Regions from separate parts of the Mus musculus genome. Here all the other regions are linked to region 3. A link is a contact called in public Hi-C and HiChIP or PLAC-seq data. All regions are on one chromosome and are shown on one strand. The core of a region is the stretch at or near the end of the contact, and the rest is flanking DNA. Distances in the headings are between cores, read along the strand shown. Region 1 has its middle 40 kb from the start of Gm14009. Region 2 overlaps Gm14009 (a long non-coding RNA gene). Region 3 has its middle 17 kb from the start of Gm39928.

Region 1 (3,695 bases), core at 952-3,451, 360 kb before region 3:
GTTTGCATGTGTGTGCACACGTATCTGTGTGCATGGGAAAACCCAGAGTTGACACCAGATTTCTCCCTAGATTGTTCTCCATCTTATTTATTGAATCAGCATCTGCACCTGGAGCTCACAGTTCCAGCTAGGGTAGCTAGCAGTGCCTCCTGAGTTCTGGGATTAGAGGTGGCTTTTGCAAGAGGTCTGGGCACTGACGCTCCTGTCTTCGCGCTTCTGTGGTAAGCACTTTATCTACAGCCTACCTCTCCAAGCCTATGCCTGCCCCTCTCATGAATCCTGTGCATCACTCAGGTCCTTGTGCTTTACAGGCAAGTTCTTTATGGACTGAGCCCTCTCCCTGGCCCAAAAGTTATCGTTCGTAGACGGTTGCCAGTTCATCCTCACTAAGCATTTATGCTGGGCATGCTGGGCTTTACAGAAGCTGCTTAATTTTATTTTCAAATAGTTTTCTCCTTTCTCAGAGAGAACTTGGCAAGGGCTTGGTCCTGTTATGGTCAATTAGCCATGTATCTCTCTTGCCAACAAGAGTTGGCCTGTTGGGCTGGACTTGGGCACCAGATGCCACCTCCTGCTTGGCTGCCCTCTTGGTGACATCACCTATACCTGGAGTACCCAGTAGACAATGGGCTGGAAAGGAGTCTGACCAGCCAGGACCATGTCATTGGACACAGATCACTGCTGTTGAAGGAGTGGCTCAGCATTGAGGCTCCTCACAGCCTGCAGGCTTGACCCAAGAAGGCTCTTAACCATGTGACCTTTCTAACTACCACCGAGTCACATGCCTGGCTTCTCAGTGCTGCAAAGGTTAGCTAAGCCAGGGCTAGCGTTTCTATGATTTAAGTGTGATGAGGCAGGAGGAGAGAACCCAGCACCCAGAATGAGCCTCCAGCCTGAGGCAGAGCAGAACTCAATTTGTACACACAATCTGCCCATATGTGTGTCACCTTCATTCTGTTCAAACACAGCAGGCTAGGGAGGTTGCACTCTAGAATATAGTCATGAGGAGGCAAAGGAATGGGAGTGAATCTAGCTAAGTGGAGCTGCTGTATGGTTTTCCTTAGCCTTCCAAAGTGGTCTGGTCACATTGCATCTCCCCTGGGTGTTTTCCCATGGGGCTTTGTAGATCCACTTCCCACTGTCAAGATCAACCCTAGGATGCCATGAGCTCAGGGTCTCCTGACAAATAAATGCTCACGGTGTACTAGACTTGGGGCCAATGGAGCCAGGTTAGATTTGGCCTGTCTTCCAGGAGCTCTCAGATAACCAGTCTGTGGCCATAGTACCATGAGGATCCTGCTAGCTGAGCACAAAACTCCTGGGGAAGAAAGCACAGAACTTCCTGCCTAGAAGCTGTGTTTCGAATAGCTTAAAAACAGGTAGGCCGAGGGTGGTGGTCTTACCCAAAAGAAGCACCAAATCTGAAAAGCTGTGGACCACATGGCTACATGGTAGCAGGAGCTACCAGGTAGGAGGATGGAGCAGCTTGTGGCAGCAGAGAGGAGCTGCTCCTTAGCTTGCATTTGGTGATCGTGGGGAAAAGAGGATTTAAAATGGTTCTGTGGCTTTGACAGTGGGTACACGTTTAGGGCACAAAAGAGAGTTCAGTAATGAACATGCTGAACTCTGGACATCTAGGAGACATCATAGCATAGTTGAGAGGTCCAGAGTCCAGGACAAGGCATCTTTAATTAAGGACGAGAGTCTGGGTCCAATAGCCACAGAGTTACAATAGGAAAGAGAGCAGGTAAGCAGGGGGAGACTGAGTCTCCATTTCCACTTGAATGTGATGAGGGCCAGCCCATCTGACTATAGGAGGAAGGTGTGGACTTAGCAACCCTAGTACCTGTTGCTCCATAGGGAAAGACCCAGGAAACAAGGAAAAGTTAAAGAAATGGGTGAGTCTGCCAACTAATGAATCATCATTCATTCCCCTGAAGCCACTCAGCTTGAAAAGAATTTACTGGAAACCAACTTGTTGAAGGATCAGTTTCCCTGGTGAGGACTCCCTGGAATTTACCCAAAAGTTGTTTGGGTTAATTACTTTAACAATGATCATCATGTTTGCCCGCTGGTTCCCACAAGCCTTCAGATTCCCCCTGCGTGGTTTTCTACCTTACAATCAGTTTCATTTCACTGTCTTAGGCATATTCTCACTAGTCACCCAGCTATTGATCTTTCAGCCCATGTCAATCTTTTGAGTGTTTCTTTATTTAGAGAGTGATGGACTTCCTGAGCTCATGAAATTATGTGTGTGTGTGTGTGCCCATGTGCGTGCGCTTGCACGTGTGCACTAGTGGCTGGGTTTTCCTCAACTGCATTTTCTGTCAATTGTAATTTGAAAGACAGGGCTCTAAATTGGACAACTGCTCCCACTTTGGGATTTTTGTCATTGGGGAAATTGTCATAAATATGTGAAAATTAACACTGCAGGAAAAAAAAAACGTTGAGTTGGCTGCCTGCCAAACCTCTCAGGGAAACACAGAGCGGATACAGACGGGTGTTAGATGGCCCTCGCTGGACAAAGCTATCTTTTCTGCAAAGCAGAGGTTAAAGTTGGAAAAGCCTCGTGAATTGTCAGAACCTTTATATATGACAATGGAAGAGAAGTCCGCTCTAGAAATGGGAACCACATGCCAAATAACTGATTTTTTAAAAAAGTTACAGGGTAGAGAATCCCCAAATGAAATATTTCTACTAGATAAATACTAAGGCCTCGTCAGAGAAAAGAAAGACTCCTGAACAGAAATTTGCTAGGATCGTGTTATTGTGCATCTTGAAAACAGGCAGGGCAGAGAAGTTGGGATTTGCTAGCCTGCAGGATTTGGCTTCAGAAAAGTAATTTTTAGTGTCCCGGGTTGCTTTTGTTTTTAAAACACAGTCACTTCCAAACATGGCTTTAGGAAACTTTTCTGAGAATCACACCTTTTCTGAGAGGGACTGACTGCACACTGGGGAGGCTTAGGAAACAGAAGTGACCTAGAATCTAGATTTTGCAGGAAATCAGAGGAGGCCAGTTATGCAGATTATGTGGAGGCCTGTACAGCGCTGGAGGCTGCAGAGAGCACCTTTCGCTGGGAAGGGTGAGGTCATCTGAGGACAGAGGAAAAACGAAGAGGAAGTGCCCTCTGGAGCTGGGAAGGTGCTGGGGCTAAGGAGGAGTGCACTGGGGAGGGTGGGGGCGGGGGCTTGGAAAGGGATTCTCTCCAGCGCCATTTCTATAGCCTGAGCTGCACTAGCGTAAACAGGGGCCGTGGGCATACGGCGGTAAGACTGGGATTCCACGGCCAGGAAGCAAGCACTAACCACGGGAAGTGTTGGGAGGCAGAATGTCTAGAAGCAGGCGAAGGAGGGAGAGTGCCCTTGGCAACGGGGAGATAATGAGCGCTCCTCACAGTCCAGGAACTGGTCTGCTTAGAGATAAGCAAGGAGGCCAGGAAGAGAATCCCAAGGGCCCCAAGGCATGTGAGGTAGCACAATGCTGGGTTTCAGGTGTGGCTTTGGGGTTTGAACAGGGAGAAAAGCCTGCTCGGCACCATTCTGTCCCTGAGGCCATAACTGTCCCATCACATTCTTCTCACAAAGGAAGGTGAGGCTCGAAACCACTCTCCATCACCTAGTATCCCCATCCCTTGTCCTGTCCCTCCTCATCCCTGCCTGGCTGGCAATTAACACAGTACACCCCAGGAACCTAC
Region 2 (3,433 bases), core at 661-3,160, 390 kb before region 3:
TTCCTTACTGTCTCTCTCTGTTTCAAATGCTATCTATCCAAGGCAGTCATCACTAACCAGCCTTATCTAAAGTGAGCCCCCTTTAGAGTCTTCATCTCAAACCCATGCTGTTTATTTCTAGCAGTACAATTTTAAATTGACTCTTCTTTGTGTTTTAAATCTCTCTGAAATTTGATTTGATCTTTATTTTCGACGAGAACAAATGTACATATATAAGAAATGAAATACATATTTTCAAAATATGTTTATACTGGCTGGCATCTTCTGATCATGTTCCTCAGTTGGACGTCTGTCTCAAATGCTAAAATAGATTTATTTGCATGTCCGTTTTGCTCTTTTTTGATGTTGCTGTGGACCCAAGAAAACCTGCCTCTTGCTTCATACGATATCCCTTGAGGATGCAGAGTGGTGCCTAGCATCTTCTGTTGGGTGCTGAATGGGAGACTGAAGGACAGAAAGCAGGGTTGGAGCCACCTGTGACTCATAACTCACAAAACTCACATGCAGCTCACACAGCATCCTGCAGAAGATCAAACACAGTAGCAGAGTTATTGTGAGGCTATCTGAGACTGAGGAAGGTCCGGGAAGTCTTCCTGGAGGAAGAGACTTGGGACTAGACAGCTGAGAGCCTGTCCCGTTTCTGCTGATTTCTGACCTCAGCAGAGCTTATGAAACTCAACTCAACTCTGGTCATGAAGGCTGGCGCTGATTTTGAGTTCATCTTGTTTCCCTCACGTGTCTGGCCTGTGGACGGAACTGGGATCTTCCAGGACCCCTATAGGCACTTTCTTTGAATAGCTGCATCCTACACTAACCTCATCACCCCCTGCTCTGCCATCCCCAACTCCACCCAGCCTCTTGGACAGGTTCATCTTCTTCCAAGAGGCCTTACCTTGCTCTCCCTGACACGGTCTCTCCCACTGGTGTCTCTGGGCTTTGTTTTCCTCCTGTTCCCACCGTTGTCCACACTCATCTGAGGGTGAATCAGGTTGACTGTGGTAAGAATACTGCCCCAAGGCTCACGGTGACTGGCGCATGTGAACTGGGAGGGGAACAGAGCCCTGTACTATTCACCCACCATGGTTTTTCCCATGGTCTCTATTTGAGGACACAGGCTGTGGTGCCTCCACCATCTGGAGTATTGCCAGGCACCACGGGAGTGAGAAACAAGGACAGCTGTGAGTCAGCTCTTACCAGTGCCCATCGTCTCAAAAACGCGACGTGTCTCTTTCCCTCCTGTTCTATGGGTCTGTGGGCTTTTTGCAGGGCGAGGAGAGGCAGGAGCAGCAAGCAAGAGTATTATCCAGTGCTCTCAAAGCGAGCTCACTGGCTTGCCCCTCCCATGCCTAGCTTGTAATTTGTGCAAAGATGCAGTATGAACGGGAACCCCACTTCCGGGCCAGGATGCCCCTTTCCGTTTCAGTGGATTCTAACACACACAGTAGGAGTAGGTGATTTTGAGGACTTTGGCTCAAGAGAGCTCTGGCAAAGTTTTGGATGACGTTTCCACTAGCTGACCTCATTTTGCCCCGCGCTTTTTAGCCACAAGCTCTATGTTTTTCCCTTTGGGTGTACAAACCTCTCCCAGCCTCACCTCGTCCTTCCACCCAGCGAGAGGTTTCTAAGGAACTGGTGAGGCCACAGCTGTTCTGTGTTGAGTCCTCCCCAAAGGCCAGCACTGGGGTCAATGTTTAATCACCTTTTCATGACTCCTCATCACAAACCAGCTGGTAAGGAGACTATTGTCCTCAAGCCACTTTTATAGAAACGAGGAAACTGAAGTTCAAAGAGGTTTTTTTAAACCTCCCAGCTTGTGGGCTGGACCTTCGGGCATTTCCCTAGTCTGTGTGACTGGCACGCCTGCCTCGTGACTGGCTGGCTCCTGGACTGAAAGGGGGCTGAAAGGGTGAGTCGGTGAAGGTCGGCCCTGCAGCCAGCCGCCAGCTCGCCTGGGAACCAAGTGTTCTGTGCAGGGGTTGAAGTGCATAGATAATGGTGGAATTTACCTCTCAAGATGGCAGGGCCAAGTGTGACTTTGTTTGATAAGCTTGGATTTTATGTCTTTAGAAGCAAACAAACAAACCATCAAGTGGCAGTGTGGCTGGCTGACTGCCCAGAAGCCTGACCCAGAGGGAGAGGCATGGACTCCACCCTCAGGAGAGCCAGGGTTCTGGGGTGATGAGCTTCATGGAGTTTCCCGCCAATACCCAGGTTCCCCTGGCTGGGTTTCTTCCAGCTTCTCCTGGTCTCCTTTGTGGGGTTCTGGAGCTATGGAAGAGCTCGCCCACAGCACATCCATTTTCAGGCTCACTCACTGACAGAAGGGACGGTGGCCACAGTGAATTACACTGATACCACACGACAGGCACGCAACTAAGAACTTTATTATTTGCATTGTGGTTTCTTTTTAAAATTTTCATTAATCATAGGGAACTGAGGCAGAGGCTCCTGAGTTCTGGGCTGGGCTGGGATATATAGTGATACTCTGTCTCAACGGTAGGAATTATTGTTCCTTTTTGTAGGAAGATAGAAACCATTTATTTTTAACTTGCTAGTAACAATTTTTTTCTAGTCATTTTATCTTAATTTTTAAAATTGATACATACGATGTAAAAAATGTAGGCTTATAGGTAGTAATATGATTTTTTCCACTTTTGAGGGTAGTTTTTTTCTTTACTTCAGGTCTTTTGTTTTGTTGTTGTTGTTGTTGTTGTTGTTTTAGGGGTTTTGCTTTGCCTTATTATTGCCAGCCTCCCTGAGAGACAGAGCTGTCTAGGCTGGCCTTGAACTCCCAGACATCTGCCTGCCTCTGCCTCCCCAGTACTGGGATTAAAAGAGTGTGCCACCACTCCCTGGATAAATAGAATCTTTTTGTTGTTGGTTTTATTTTGAGATGGGGTTTCTCTGCGTAGCCCTGACTGTCTTACAAATCACTGTGTAGATTCAGAACTCAGAGATTCACCTGCCTCTGCCTTAGGAATACTGGGATTAAAGGTATGGGCCAGGAACACTGCCTTTTCTCTTTGTTTGTGGTGTGGTTTGGTTTGTTGAGGCAGAATCTCAAAATGTAGACCTGACTGGCCTGGGGCTCACAAAGAACCAAGCACCTGCCTCTGCCTTTGGAGTGCAGTGTTACATGGCCACACCCAGAGCCCAGGTGATATTTTAATACAATGTACCCATGCTTTCACTGTGAAGAACTAAAAGATAATCGAGGACACAGAGACATGTGACTTGATCTTAAAATTAATTTATTTTTAATTGGCAATTCTGAATTATATATGTATATATTGATTTTGCACAACACAGTGTTTTAAAAAGTGCATGCATGGTAGAATGGTGTGGTGGTTTGTGTATGCTTGGCCCAGGGAGTAGCGCTTTTAGGAGGTGTGGCTTGTTGGGGTAGGTGTGGCCATGTTGAATAGCTGTGTCA
Region 3 (3,284 bases), core at 61-2,560:
TAGACTGTGGAAGAGGAGGAATCGTTGTCTTTAGTTATGTATCCTTTGCTCAGCCCACCAGGCTCCAAAATATAGCTCCAAAGTCAAGGTCACACAGAAGGCCTTGGTTGTTCTGAGCGAGTCACAAAACAAAAGGAATCCACAAGACGTGAGAAAGAGATTTGATGTTGGGGGAAATAGACAGATGTGGTGGAGGGTAGCGGGGAGAGTGCCAGTATGCACTGCAAACTTGCAAGAAATTGTCAAAAACAAATTTAACGGATTCAAAGTAGTAAAGTAGTAGTAAACGCTGTGCACTTTTTAACTTGACAAAAATTGTGCCCAACTTCAGGCAGATCCGCGTCGTAATTACCAGCACACAGCATATGCAACGATGATTCTGTACTTGGAGGTTTAAAGAGTTCCTGCGTGGAGCCCCTGGGCAATGCTCGACGCATGGCTCCAACAGCTTCCTGCAATTGTACATTTCCCTTATTGCCAGCTTGCAGGGCCTCTTTCTGAGCGTGCCCTAGGCTCCTTGCTAACAACTTGGGTAGCTTCTAGCAAGTTATAACTTCATGTCCAAAAAAAGCTAGTAACCAAAGCACAGATTAGCAAACAACTCAACTCCACGCCTCTATAAAGATGAGCTACATAACAAAACCAGAGCTGAAACTCCTGGGAGGAGCTGCGTCTAGAGCAAGAATTCTTAAGGCTGGGGGCGGAGTTTAGTAACAAAGTGCCTTTGGCACCGGCTCAAGCATCACTGTATATATGTCCTGCAGACAGCTTGACCTTGGCTGGCAGGAACAGCAGGAAAAGTGAAACGGAGCTTATGAGCTGGTATTACCCTGGGCTATCTTAGGCCAATTAACTTTGGATCTGACCTAACATGCTCATGACTAACAGGTGACTCCTCAGAATGTATCACTGAGCTTAGCAGGACTCTGCCCTCCCCCAGCCCGAAGGCTAAGAACGCTCTAAGACTATGTCGGAGACTTTTAGAAGAGATTCTTGCCCAACCCCCTGCTCCGCTGTAGCTCATCTACCTAACAGTCTCACCATTGTAAACTGGTCAGTCTTTTGGCTCAGAATAAACTATTTTTTTTATTTCCTGAAAAGGAGGACAGTTCTTTCAAATTGACAAAGCATAATATTAAACTGCTAAATTAAACAATACTCACTTAGTAACTGAGAACAAAGTCTAACCAACACGCAGGCACAGCCTGGCACTTGCGTATGTTTTACCAGTCAGCCTCACCTGGGCCTTCGCACTTAGCTTAAAGAGAAAGTTTAACTTTGTCAAGGCCAGCCAGTCTGTAACCTCATGCTTAGCCACCTGGGTCATGGCTGCAGAGTGAACTGAGGAGTAGGTGACAGCCTGGGGACCTAGGACAAGGGCTTAGCTGAGCTAGACCAGGCCTGGGGGTGGGGGTGGGGCTTCTGAAAGCACGTGGTTACAGCGAGTCTTAAATCTGGAGTCTGGCCTTTACAGAGCCATCCAAGGCATAGCCAAGAAAGCGACCCTGGTTTCCCTCCTGTTTGGTCCACCATCCAGGACACAGTGGCTTTCTAGTTGACAGTGTTGACACTGCTGAAGAGAGTTGTGGGGGTAAAAAGGAGGGCCACCCATCTGGGTGCTCTGGGTGGCCAAGGTTCCCAGATAGCCTTATGTCTGCAGGAAGCTCCAGGCAAGTCTGCCAGCAGGGTGGCCAGCAGGGGGCCTGTGGGTATCCAACGGTCCCTGCTGTTTCTCACAAGAGGACAACATGGCTCTATGCTCTTCTGTTAAAAAACCCTCCTGCTCCATGTGGCAGGAGTCATTTGAAGGGAAGGTGAGGCTCACCCAAGGCCCTGTCTCACGGCACCCGTGAGCATTGAGAAGCGATCCTTAGAAGAAAGAGTCCTCCTCTAACTGTAAATCACGTCAAAGTGGCATATACTGTTCATTGTGTTTCAAAACTGAAATACAAAGCCTCTCCCACAATTATAGCCGTTTTATAACTAAATCCCACTGTTTCCCAGAGCCCTCCAGACCTACTTACTTTAAATCAGAAAAATAATGCTGTTTCCCGACATGTCCTTTATTGGGCAACCTGGGTTTGTACTGCATGCTGTTTCACACTCTGGAATTAACTCCGGGACTGCGGGATGTGGGACAAACTAGGTCATACTGTACACTGCCGTCTCTGAAAGTGTTGTCCGAAACTGAAGTTTAACAGAGGCTGAGCTTCATTGTCAGTTATCCAGGACCTTGTTCCCAGTTGGTTGCTAAGAGCAATGGAAGGTAACGAGGAGCTGACCCCAAGGGAGGAGCTGAAGAGATGACTCAGTTGCTAGCACACACACACACACACACACACACACACACACACACACACACACGACCCCAAGGGAGACCCAGCACCTGCTGTGCATGTATGGGGGCGGGGGCTGAGTTTGTTTCCCTTGTGTATATGTAAAAGCCAGGTGCAGACACATCTGCAATGCCATATCTGGAATAGCGGACAGACAGATGGAACTCTAAAGCTAATTAGTTGGCCACTCTCAGCCAAACTGATGTGTTCCAGGGTCAATGGGAGACCCTGCCTCAAAAAGAAATGTGGAGAGAGATATGTGATACCTCATAGCTGGCCTTGCACACGGGCACACACACACACACACACACACACACACACACACACACACACACACGACCCCAAGGGAGACCCAGCACCTGACGTTTGGGGTTCTGTGCTGCCGGCTGAATGGGTGTCAGGGATTCTCAGCGTGTTCTCCAAGACAGAATGCTCAGATTTTTTTAAAGGTGAGGTGTGAGCTAGAAGCTTACAATAGGCCGTTTTTCTTGTGTCTAGTCATTTCTCTGAATGAAAAACATGAAAACACTCGACATCCAGGCTTAGACAGAGTAAACCTCACCTGAACTTTACCCTTGACCTTGCCCGGGGATGAGTAAACCACCTCCTTTGATCCCACAAATCACATGACCCAGGGCTGCAGTGGGGGCCAGGAGTCTACTCCTGCCATGAGGTTTGTAAGCTTAAAGTGATTTCCCGGGGAGGAAGCCAAAGGATTTTAGGAGAAGCAACCACCTTGTACTTTAAATAGGACACACGCTTATGAATCACTGTCGCCCCAGGTACAACAGAGTGATTCAGGGACTGCCCAAAGGATGTGTGGACTCTACAGAGCTTTCAAGAAGTTTCAATCCAAGCCCATGTCAACAACTATTTTTCCTCCAATACTTTTCTTTTAATTGGGTGTCAGTTTTTACCAGGTGTGAGATACAGCGCTATTGAGCCCCA

What was found. Hi-C and Micro-C count contacts between places; a contact is called where the count stands out from the background. HiChIP or PLAC-seq counts read pairs in DNA pulled down with a chosen protein or histone mark.
Region 1: a contact with region 3 is called in a FOXA1 HiChIP or PLAC-seq map of pancreatic cancer cells. The contact joins two enhancer-like sites. A contact is called at or near these places in 1 of 15 datasets of contacts at CTCF or cohesin (pro-B cells), 6 of 484 Hi-C or Micro-C datasets (the C2C12 cell line, CD8 T cells, bone marrow-derived macrophages and 2 more), 5 of 115 datasets of contacts at active chromatin or transcription factors (the 230-238 cell line, bone marrow-derived dendritic cells, embryonic stem cells and 1 more) and 1 of 9 other capture datasets (embryonic stem cells).
Region 2: a Hi-C map of liver shows a contact between it and region 3, with 3 times the contacts expected there. The contact joins two enhancer-like sites. A contact is called at or near these places in 5 of 484 Hi-C or Micro-C datasets (bone marrow-derived macrophages, cardiomyocytes, liver and 1 more) and 2 of 115 datasets of contacts at active chromatin or transcription factors (bone marrow-derived macrophages and pancreatic cancer cells).

Annotation. Positions count from the first base shown.
Region 1 is chr2:128,208,125-128,211,819 of GRCm38.p6, forward strand. No RefSeq gene overlaps it. Among named protein-coding and RNA genes, the nearest start is that of Gm14009, 40 kb to the left of the region's middle. Within about 2 kb of position 2,202, at least 76 of the 459 cell types and tissues checked have an H3K27ac peak or open chromatin away from gene starts, as enhancers often do. A contact at or near this core is called in pancreatic cancer cells, where this site is marked.
Region 2 is chr2:128,178,176-128,181,608 of GRCm38.p6, forward strand. All of the region lies in intron 1 of Gm14009 (a long non-coding RNA gene), which reads left to right. Among named protein-coding and RNA genes, the nearest start is that of Gm14009, 10 kb to the left of the region's middle. Within about 2 kb of position 1,911, at least 107 of the 459 cell types and tissues checked have an H3K27ac peak or open chromatin away from gene starts, as enhancers often do. A contact at or near this core is called in liver and pancreatic cancer cells, where this site is marked.
Region 3 is chr2:128,565,266-128,568,549 of GRCm38.p6, forward strand. No RefSeq gene overlaps it. Among named protein-coding and RNA genes, the nearest start is that of Gm39928, 17 kb to the left of the region's middle. Within about 2 kb of position 1,311, at least 47 of the 459 cell types and tissues checked have an H3K27ac peak or open chromatin away from gene starts, as enhancers often do. A contact at or near this core is called in liver and pancreatic cancer cells, where this site is marked.